3 separate regions of the Mus musculus genome follow, and regions 2 and 3 are each linked to region 1. The links are chromatin contacts, called in public Hi-C maps. All regions are on one chromosome and are shown on one strand. Each heading gives the region's core, a stretch centred on a gene start, on an enhancer-like site or on the middle of the called end of the contact. The rest is flanking DNA. Distances are from core to core; before and after follow the strand shown. Region 1 has its middle 24 kb from the start of Tmsb4x. Region 2 has its middle 10 kb from the start of Gm8817. Region 3 has its middle 37 kb from the start of Gm8817.

Region 1 (3,173 bases), core at 334-2,833:
TAGGTTATCCTCTGCTGCGACTGAAGGAAATGTCTGGTGACTTAATAGGGAATATTGTACTTTCAAAGGCATTAAATCCCGTGGGTATAATTGAAACAATTACTTTCTGATCTTGAAAGAATTTCTACCTTCAAAACAGCAAAGCTTATCCAACCAAAGTTGGCTACTCTGGAGATATTATTTACATTGGAAAACAACATTAAATATGCATATGTATATACCAATAGTCACGTGTACACGTGTCTACCTGTAGATGGAGATGGCCATCATTAACTGTCTAGTAAGTATAAATAAAAGGGGCTAGAGAGTGGCTCAGTGATTAAGAGTATTTGCTGCTCTTGAAGATGACCAGGGTTCCATTCCTTGCATGCAGATGGCAGCTTGCAGCCATCTGTGACTCCAGTTCCAGTGGATCCGATGCCCTCTGTAGGCACCAAGTACATAAGTGTGCATAGACATGAATGCACAGTTGCACATATGTGTGTACATGTGTGCACATGGATGTAGAGGCCATAGGGAAGCCTCAGTTGTAGAAGTAGACAAGTTCAGGGTCATAAGCACTGGCATGGTGGTTTTGGGGTGTTAGAAAGTGAGATTTTCTCACTGTGGCACTGCTAAGATCTTGGATGACATTACTCTTTATTAGGGATTAGAAGGATCTGTCCTATACATTTTGGGATTTTCCACAGCATTTGAGTCTTGCTGCTGCAGGCCAGTAGGGCCCTCCCTTTTGCAGCTTATATACATTACATAGAAGGAAAACATATACTAAATTCTTAGTGTGGAAGTATGGGTCCGACGGCTATGATTTGAGAGTGGCTGGCTTTAGCCTTAAAACTTGCAAAATTAAGGGGCTATGTGCCTCCACCAAAGCAACTGCTTTGCCTAGGGGAGAAAAGGAGAAAGTTGCTGGTGCTGAGAAGTGAATGCTTCTGGAGATGCAATTTCTACTACTTTGGATTGACCTTGGTGAATGCTGTATTCACACCCAGTCAGGGGATCCCATTTGTGCTCAAAGAAACGGTCACCCACACGTGAACTGAGAATCCTAGAAGCATCATGAAAGCCTTTGTAAAGATCACATCTGCAGTGAAAAGTGTGAGGTGATCAACATCTCAGACTCAGGACTCAGTCAAGGGCATCCTCAAATTTACCACATACCTATATTTTCCCATGGATGATGGGGCTTTATAAAAATAAAAGGTCCTAGCTCAGTCGGTAGAGGCCTGCCTAGAATGCACAAAGACCCATGTCCCATCCCTACACATAAACTAGATGTGGCACAGACCAATCATACCAGCACTTGGCAGCAAGGGGTGGAGGTAGAGGCAGGAGGATCAAGAGCTCAAGGTCATCGTCAGAGTAAGGTAAAAAGGCCATCCTGAGTCAAACAAAAAGACCAAAGACAAGGTACACTGCCATCAGATCAGATCAGGAGTGTCTTTCTCTCATGGCTACCTCATTTTGATATAGTTGAAGGAGCTCAATTTGTCTACGGAGACTAAGGTAAAATAAGGAGCCTAACTTAGTCAGGCTTTGTTTTTCAGAGGAACCTAGCCACTCTTATGAATCGATACCAAGGACTGCCAGCAGATGGCAGTAAAGGTCCGCCTAGTGCTCTAGCTTTGGGCTAGCCAGGCGTTCAGGGTGTGGTATCTTCATTGTTGATTTTGAAACCTGGCCCCTCACCTGCCTGAAATCTGCCAGGAAAAAAAAAAAAAAAAGGTTAAAAGCCACATTCCCACTGTATCAGAGAGCACTCCTAAACAGGGTAGTGTTCGGGAACCTCGCCCTACACAGTCAGATAAGCCGTCTACGTGGATCCAATTCAGACCTTAACAAGTAAACTCCAGTGCAAATTTTCTATTGGCTCCCAGTGATGTCACTTGCTGCGGCTGGGAGGCTGGGAGAACTGGTTTTCTTAGTGTGGGGAACCTTTGTTCTCTGCAACACCCACCTGGAACCCTGGGGCCTCACTGTGAAGCCAGGGCCCCCAAGGTATCTGGATACAGCACACTGCTTTGCTCCAGCACACCTAGAGTGCCTAAGAAATGGAAGTGCAGAGCAAGGGTTAGGTGAATTCACGGTACAGGAATGACTCTCACCTGGGCTCCATGAAACTCAGTCCCTAAGCCAAGCCAGGCTTTGTGGAGCTTTAAGTCACTCACTTGATATTAGTTCTCCCCCTGGGATGGATGGAGTTCTTAAAAGGCCCAGAGTGGTTCCAGGCCTTCTGGATTGGTTCCTGGGTTCATTAAATCACCTCACCCTTTAACCACTTTAGACTCTTTACACCTCGGGCACATTTAAAATAATATGCAAACCTTAATGAGGCAAGGGTAGAAGAATAGAAGGCCTATTACTATACAAAGTTGATTTCTGCCTCCTCCTAAACTGCCACAATTAACACTGTTCCCAAAAGGTCAACTTGATTATTTGCTTTGTCCCTTTCTGAAAGAAGCACTTGTGTCTGGCTTGTCTTTAAATATCTGCAGGTCATCTAAGAGGAAGTCCGTGGTGGTGGTACTTTTGTAGGACCTGGCCATTTGTTTACATCCAAGCTCTTTAACCCTCTACAGCTGCAGGTGGAGAATCCGTGGTTCTTCATGCTCTGCCTGGACTTCACGCTCCATTTAGCTCAGCAGTGACCCAGGTGAGCCTCTGGCCACAATGACAGCGCCATTGCCCCTCCACTACTAATAATGTGGCGGCTGTAGTTGAACTTGCTGTTAAGTCCAACAGTTCTCTTGGGTAGTTAGACTAACTGTAGCCCTTAGAGGTGGAAGAGTCGGGCATGACTGTGAGGGTGTGGGAGAAGGAGCCCAAAGCTAGTTGCCAATACACTGAGCTGACAACATGGCCTGGCCGCCCCGCTCAAAAGCTGGGTGAGCTTATTTACAGAGCTCGTCACCGCCTCAAAGCTTCACTTTGTTCACCTCTACTATCAAGGAAGAAAAAACATTCCTGAGGCTTTTCTTAAAGGAGGGCTAAACCTGAGGTGCGCTGAGAAGTGACAGTGACTGACTTGTGGGGTGGGGAGAAGCCCTTTGCAGTGCTTGCCAATTTTCTCAGCGCACGTGCCCCCTCGTGAGAGGACAGTCTCTTTCTTGCCCAAGCTCGGCTTTTGCTGCCTTCCTTGGCTCCCATACCTGGCTTTCAGCACTTCTGTGATT
Region 2 (3,530 bases), core at 719-3,218, 170 kb after region 1:
CACCTGGTCACAGTGCATCTGCAGTCAGGAAGCAGAAGCATATGGCTGCTGGTTCTTACTTCTCCCCAACCCACAGAGTGGTGCTGCTCATATTCGAGGTAGGTCGCCCCTCCAGTCAAACTTTTCTGAAACCCCCCTTATACACATACCCAGAGGTGTGTTTGCATGCTGATTCTAAGTCAAGTTAAGTTGATAATAAAGATCAACCATCACCCATGCTGTCATTTTTTTTCCCCACAGAGTGCCATGTAGGGAGACTTTCTGAAGTTTTGAAAGTTAGGGTCATTAATATTTACTTAATCCTGCATTGTTTGTCCCCAGAAGCCCTATGTCAGGAAAAACTTCAGTAACAATAGGAAAACTCTGACAGTTCAAAACAGAGATCTTAAAGTATTTGCCCTTATAGAAAAGTGGTTTTTAATTTGTGGGCTGTAACTCTTTTGAAGGTCAAATGATCCTTTCATAGGGGTTGCTTAAACCCACTGGAACACACAGATATTTACATTATGATTCATAACAGTAGAAAAATTACAGTTAGAAGGTAGCAAGAAAAATAATTTTATGATAGGAGTTGGGGTGGGTGATTACTACAGCATTAAAGGGTCCCAACAGTTTGGGAACCACTTTTGAAACATACATAAGACAGAGATAGGTCTTTTTTTTTTTTTTTTTTTTTTTTTTGCCTAGCATACTATGTGCATGGAATCTGCAGAATATCCAGATGTAGAATTCTTAGCTACTTCTCAAGCAATATGTCTACCTGTGTGCTGCCATGTATTCCTCCACGCTAGTAATGAACTCAACCTCTGAACCTGTAAATGAAATGTTTTCCTTTATAAGAGTTGCTGTGGTCATGGTGTCTCTTTACAGCAATAGAAACCCTAACTAAGACAACACTGAAGAGAGTGGGGCGGGTGGATCAGAAGTACAAAAGCACTTTCAACCACATAGTGGGTTTGAGGCCATCACTCACATATTAGATCCTGTTCTTTTAAAAGGGAAAACAGGATGGAAAGAAAGAAAGAAAGAAAGAAAGAAAGAAAGAAAGAAAGAAAGAAAGAAAGAAAGAGAGAGAGAAAGCGGAAGGAAGGAAGGAAGGAAGGAAGGAAGGAAGGAAGGAAGGAAGGAAGGAAGGAAGGAAGGAAGGAAGACTGTTTGAAGGCAGATGCCAATCAAAAAGGCGGCTTTATCAATCAAAAAGGCTGCTTTATATGCCTTAACTCATCTGTTAGAAAACCACTCAGGAATTAGTTATTGAGACTGCAGATAACAGATACTGTTATTTGTATTACAATATCAATTCACTCCCTTCTTCTAAGCTAACAGCACCTCCATTCTGTATGCAGGAGCAGCCTGTCTAGCTCTGTGTCTCAGACTCTCCTGTATCCTGGAAGAGCCACACAACCTGGTTTTGGGCAGGAGGCCAAAGCACAATAGTCCTTCTGAAAAGAATCATTTTTCCGTCTATGATGAGAAAGAGACTTAGTCAGCTAGTGTGTCATTTTCCTCTTCCTTTTCAGTGTGTGTGTGTGTGTGTGTGTGTGTGTGTGTGCATACATGTAAGTGCGTATAGACATATATGTGAATGCATATGTGTATGTGGAAACCAGAGGCTGACAGTAGGCATCTTTACTTGCCACTCTCCACGTTGTGTCTTCAGACAGGTTATTTTACTGAACATGGGGTACAGTGATTGGCTAGACTAGCTGGCCAGTGAACTCGTGGTCTGCTTATGTCTGTCTCTTCCATGCTGGAGAGGCGAACTAGCGTTCCCATGCTTATGCCACAGGCATTTTATCCACTGAGCCATATCTGTATCCCCTTCCTCCTCCTGCTTGCAGTTTATACCTGCCTTGCATGTAGACAGATGCTGTCACCATGAAAGTGAAGGAAAGGCCACAGGAATCCATAAAAGTGAGTCAGACCTCCTGGAACTGGATCACAAGCACTTGTGAGACACTCAGTATTGGTGCTAGGAATGTAATTTGGGTTCTCTGAAAGAGTAGTAGGCACTCTTAACTGCTGAGCCATGTATGGATCCCCCCCCCTCTCTCTGATAATATTTACTCTATAGGTTGCTAGAAGACAAGTTTGTGCATGTATATTAAGGAATTTCTGGAATTGGTTAACTGACGTGAACAAACCTATGCTAACTGTGGGCAGCACTGTTATTTGGGCTGGGGACATGGACTACATAAGAAGGAGAGCAGAGCATAGATATATCTCTACTTTCTAACTGTTGATGCATGTGATCATCTGCTTCACACCCTGATCACCATGACATTATACTTGAACTATGAGCCCAAATACCTTCTTTTCCTCAAGTTGTTTTTGTCTGTATTTTGCTATGGTAATGAGAAAAGTAACTAATACAGAGCAGTTTAAAGGTTTCTCATTCTTTCCTTTCTTCTCTTCTTCCTTCCTTCCTTCCTTCCTTCCTTCCTTCCTTCCTTCCTTCCTTCCTTCCTTCCTTCCTTCCTTTCTTTCTTTCTTTCTTTTCTTTTCTTTCTCCCTTTGTTCTTTTCTAGATAGGGCCTCATATAACCAATGACGACCTCGAGCTCACTATGTATAGTTAAGAATGCTTTTGAACTTCTGATCCTCCTGATTCAACCTCTTGAATGTTCAACTTAAAGCTAAAGTTAAATAGCAAGATTGAGAAGAAGTAAAGAGTTCTCAGCTCTATCTGGTCCCATTACCTCTTTGATGAGCAACACCTTCCATCAGGGTGATATATTTATTAACAACTGATGAACCCACATTGACAGCATTATTACCAAAATCCAGAGTTTACCTGAGAGCTCATACTTGTTATTATTCATTCAATGGGTTTGAGCAAGTGCAAATTGGTATATTATCCACCATTCCAGAACCATACAGCTGAGCTTCACTGCCCCTAAAGTTACATCTCATTGTTGGGAAAGAGAGAATGGGAAAGAATACTGATGTGTGGGCTTCTTTTATTTTAATTTTATTTTCTTTATTTCAATATATCCAGACCTCAGTTTCCCCTCTCTCCATTTCTTCCAGTCTTCCCCTCTTCTCTTCCTCAGTTCCATTCCTCTGCCATTACCCTTCCAAAAAGAGCAGGCCTCCCAGGGATCTACAGCAAACATTTCATAACATGTTACAATAACATCATTAGGCGTAAATCTTCATATCAAGGATGGATGGGGCAACCCCCTAGGAGGAAAAGGGTTCCAAGAACAGGCAAAAGAGTCAGATACATCACTATTCCCACTGTTAGGAGTCCCATAAGAACACCAAGCAATAGCCATAACAAATATGCAAAAGACCTAGCTCAGACCCATGGTAAAGGCACTTGTCACTAAGTGTGATGATCTGAGTTTGATCCCCCCCCCAGGACCCATATATTGGCAGTAGTAAACCAACTCCTTTGACCTCCACATGTGTGTTGGGATAAGTGTGCGCACACACACACACACACAAAGTACACACACACAAAGTACACAAATAAGTATAATACTAACTTTAAAAGAATTACCTTTGCAGTGTATGAACTATATTCT
Region 3 (3,495 bases), core at 659-3,158, 200 kb after region 1:
CAATGTCATAGGGGAATAGACCTCAGTCACAGAATTTTTGGAGCTGGTCTATCAGAAAGTTGGTAATTGCAGACATGTAAGAGATAGAGGCTAGGTTCTAAAGGAAGATCATGGAGAAAGGGTAGCTAATATAGGTAATAATGCCAGCTGGTTGCTTAGTCCCATGAGAAGGGGAAGAGGAAGGTCTCTGACATTAACTCAAGGTTTCTATTTATTCACTTGTGTGTATGTGAATCTGGGTGAGTCTGTGCACCCCATCATGCATGTGCGGAGGTCAGAGAATTGGTTGGGTTGGTTCTCCCAGGGCTTGAACTCAGGCCATTAGACTTGATGCTAGGTGCCTTTACACACACACACACACACACACACACACACACACACACACACACACACACATATCATTTAGCCAGCCCTGTTTCCAAATTTCTAAGGAAGACATCAGAGTAAGATGCTAAGGCCCCTTTTGCACACAGGTTAGAAACAAGAGCAGGGCGGCTTGGGATGATTGGTGGGTCTGGGAATGGAGCTTGATTTAGATGTGATATCCTATGGAATGCATAGCCCTTGGAGATGAAAATGCCCAGAAGACCGAAGATAAAGCTTTGTAATTAAGTGCTTTGCTATTTTCAGCGTTAAAAATTCCCTGTCTCCGAACAGCACATATGTCAGAAAATAGAAACAAATACCTCTTAAATCTTACGGATTTAAGTAATAACTCTAAGAAGGAAATTGTAGTGGTTAGTCTTGATTGTTAATTTGATGTAACTCAGACTTGCCATGGAAACAAGACCCTGAACATGTCTGTGCGCTTTTCTAGGTAAATTGACAGGGGGAAGACCCACCCTAACTTGGGGCCACATCATCCTAAGGGCTGGAGTAACCTGAGCTAAAAGAAGGGAGCTGAACACCAGCATTCATTAGCTTCCTGATTGTGGACACAACCTGCCCAGTTGCCTCCTGCTCCTGCCACAGTACCTTTCTGACTGTGATGACCATAGCCCACACTCGAAGTCAAACTCAACCCTTCCTTAACTTGCTTTGTTGGATATTTTGTTGCCACAACAGACTGATACTTGCCAACAGGCCTTAGGAACTAAATCTTATCCTCCGGACCCACAGAGTAGAAAGGAGGGAACTAACCGGCCCATCTGCCCCTACCGGCCCATCTGCCCCTACTGCACATACCTGCATACACATAGTAAATAAATGAAAAGTAATAATTTTTTTAAAATCCACTTTTGAGATTTAAGCAAAATGGCTCTCCCAAGAAAAGGTTGAACTTTAACATCCTGGGGGGAGGGTGCGGGAGGGGGGAGCTGCTGGCTACTCTGTCCCTAGAAGAATAGCAGTCTCCTTTGTTTCTGGGTAATCTCTTGAACTTGGACTTCAGTCTAAAATTACAGTGTTGGTTGCAGCTGTTGGCTGGGATTTCATCCTAAGTCTGCAGCTTAACACCTTCCTTCTGTGAGGCCCCCTGTAATGACAGACTTCACATTTACTTAGGACAAGCGACAAAACATCAATGGCCACTGACCCTACTGAGAAATCAATGTGAAGAGAGAACCTCAGTGAGGCAAACTCCTTGCCCCCATTGGGAACACTCAGGAAAGACCATTTTCCTTCCAGTTCTAAAACACAGAGCAGGTACAATCTCTGTGAATTCTGCCTTCCACTAGGGTTAGAAACTCCCCCAGAGCTCTGTGAAGGCAGCTGCTATACATTAAGAAGAATATGTGTCCAATGGAGGCGATAATGTGTCCCCAAGAGGTTGGTTCTGAATGTCCTCTTCACTGAACTTGTGAACTTTTCTACTTCCTGCTTGCTGGGGAAGTCTGCCCTCTGCAAATGTGCTTAGCTTCTGCCTGCCTCTTGTTCCCAACCTTTCAGTTGACTGTGGAGACTTTCCAGTGTTTGCATTCCAGTCTCCACCTATCCCACTTTCTCAGCAGCCGATAATGAAAGGAAACCCAACACACACACACACACACACACACACACACACACACACACACACACACACACACATTTTTGTGGTTTTTATGTGAATGCCTAAAAACATGCTTCCAAACAAAGTCATGAGAGTTGGTTTAGGAAAGATTTGCTTCTCTATTCTGACGTGAACTGCAATTATTCACCCACAAGAGATTAGAATTGTATCAAAAGGAAAGAGGAGGAGACATTCCAGAGTAAATAAAAACACTTTCGGTTTACACATTAGGCTACTAGATTCAGGCATCAAACAGAAAGAGATCCTGCTGTTTATGGCTTTAGGGGAAAGAACAGTTTTGTTTTCTATTTTAATCATCATAAAATTAAAGCTGAATATTATTCTTCTAAGAATTACATATATATGACTCTCATCCCTGGATTTCTTCTCTCTCATTTCGTGTGGTAGCTCCTTTCATAATCATGTTTTAAAAGCACAGCTACAAATTCTTTAACATACTTTACAGCAATGGTATGTCTGTACCCCCTCCTCTTTAGTGTAAGTGGTGTGCAAGCATTTCGAGCAATAGGAGATGGCAGCAGTGAGACCATGTGAATCCTGAAATTGGACCATAGAAATCCTGGAGCCTCCACTGTGCCCGTCGGCAGCACTTGCTTTAAGGGTCTAAGGAACCATGCATGAAGACCAAGGACCCTTAGAACACTGTCTTACTAGTTTTCTCTTTATCTTTTAAAAATTGTGTTTTACCATTTATCTTTATGTGTTTGGGTATTTTAGCTGCATGTGTGTCTTCACCGTGTACATGCAGTCCTCACAGAGGCCAGAAGAGGACAATGAATTCCCTAGAACGATAGTTGCCCATCCCTGTGAGCTGGCTGGGAATCAAACCCAGTTCCTCTGCAAGGACTGCCAGTGCTTTTAACTGCTGAGCCACCTCTCCAGCCCCTTATTTACTTTTTGACTGCTGTGACAAAACACCAATGCACAGAGTTCCAGAGGGTTAGAGTACAGGGTGGCAGAGGGAAAGGCAGCAGGTGTCAGGCAGCTGGAGTGGTAGCTGAGAACTCATATCTAGAACCCCCATCAGGAAGCAGAATAGACACCAAATGGCATGAGTCTTTTGAAACTTAAAGCCCTACCCATAATGACTTACTTCTGGCATCAAGGCCGTCTCTCCTAATGCTTCCCAAATAGTCACCATCTGGGGACATGTCTGAGTCTTAAAGGGGAGAATTCGCTGAGTTATGTTCCCCAGCTCCCTCTTTTTAAATTCTATTTGAAATATGGTCTCATTAAGTTGCCCAGGATAGCTCACTGTGGCATCTAGGTAGGCCTTGAATTTGTCCCTCCTCCTGCAGAGCTGAGATTGCATGTGTTCATCACAATACCGGGTTCATGTGGTACCAAAGATTTAACTCGTGGCCTTATGCATGCTAGGCAAGCACTCTACCAATTGAGCTACATCCCAAGCCCAACAGCATTCATTTTGGGCTTAAGTTACATGAGTGTGGTTCTGCTAGGCTTCTGTGGTTTTGTCTTGATATATC

What was found. A called contact is a pair of places that touch in the nucleus more often than the background predicts.
Region 2: a contact with region 1 is called in a Hi-C map of pancreatic cancer cells, with 5 times the contacts expected there. The contact joins two enhancer-like sites. A contact is called at or near these places in 13 of 484 Hi-C or Micro-C datasets (CD8 T cells, the G1E-ER4 cell line, LSK cells and 3 more), 8 of 115 datasets of contacts at active chromatin or transcription factors (effector CD8 T cells, embryonic stem cells, extraembryonic endoderm stem cells and 3 more) and 1 of 9 other capture datasets (embryonic stem cells).
Region 3: a contact with region 1 is called in a Hi-C map of pancreatic cancer cells, with 6 times the contacts expected there. The contact joins two enhancer-like sites. A contact is called at or near these places in 11 of 39 promoter capture datasets (the 3T3-L1 cell line, 3T3-L1-derived adipocytes, the HPC-7 cell line and 5 more), 13 of 484 Hi-C or Micro-C datasets (CD8 T cells, the G1E-ER4 cell line, LSK cells and 8 more), 7 of 115 datasets of contacts at active chromatin or transcription factors (bone marrow-derived dendritic cells, effector CD8 T cells, embryonic stem cells and 4 more) and 1 of 9 other capture datasets (embryonic stem cells).

Annotation. Positions count from the first base shown.
Region 1 is chrX:167,232,046-167,235,218 of GRCm38.p6, reverse strand. No RefSeq gene overlaps it. Among named protein-coding and RNA genes, the nearest start is that of Tmsb4x, 24 kb to the right of the region's middle. Within about 2 kb of position 1,583, at least 87 of the 459 cell types and tissues checked have an H3K27ac peak or open chromatin away from gene starts, as enhancers often do. A contact at or near this core is called in CD8 T cells, the G1E-ER4 cell line, pancreatic cancer cells and 1 more, where this site is marked.
Region 2 is chrX:167,058,354-167,061,883 of GRCm38.p6, reverse strand. No RefSeq gene overlaps it. Among named protein-coding and RNA genes, the nearest start is that of Gm8817, 10 kb to the left of the region's middle. Within about 2 kb of position 1,968, at least 3 of the 459 cell types and tissues checked have an H3K27ac peak or open chromatin away from gene starts, as enhancers often do. A contact at or near this core is called in pancreatic cancer cells, where this site is marked.
Region 3 is chrX:167,031,219-167,034,713 of GRCm38.p6, reverse strand. No RefSeq gene overlaps it. Among named protein-coding and RNA genes, the nearest start is that of Gm8817, 37 kb to the left of the region's middle. Within about 2 kb of position 1,908, at least 52 of the 459 cell types and tissues checked have an H3K27ac peak or open chromatin away from gene starts, as enhancers often do. A contact at or near this core is called in CD8 T cells, the G1E-ER4 cell line, pancreatic cancer cells and 1 more, where this site is marked.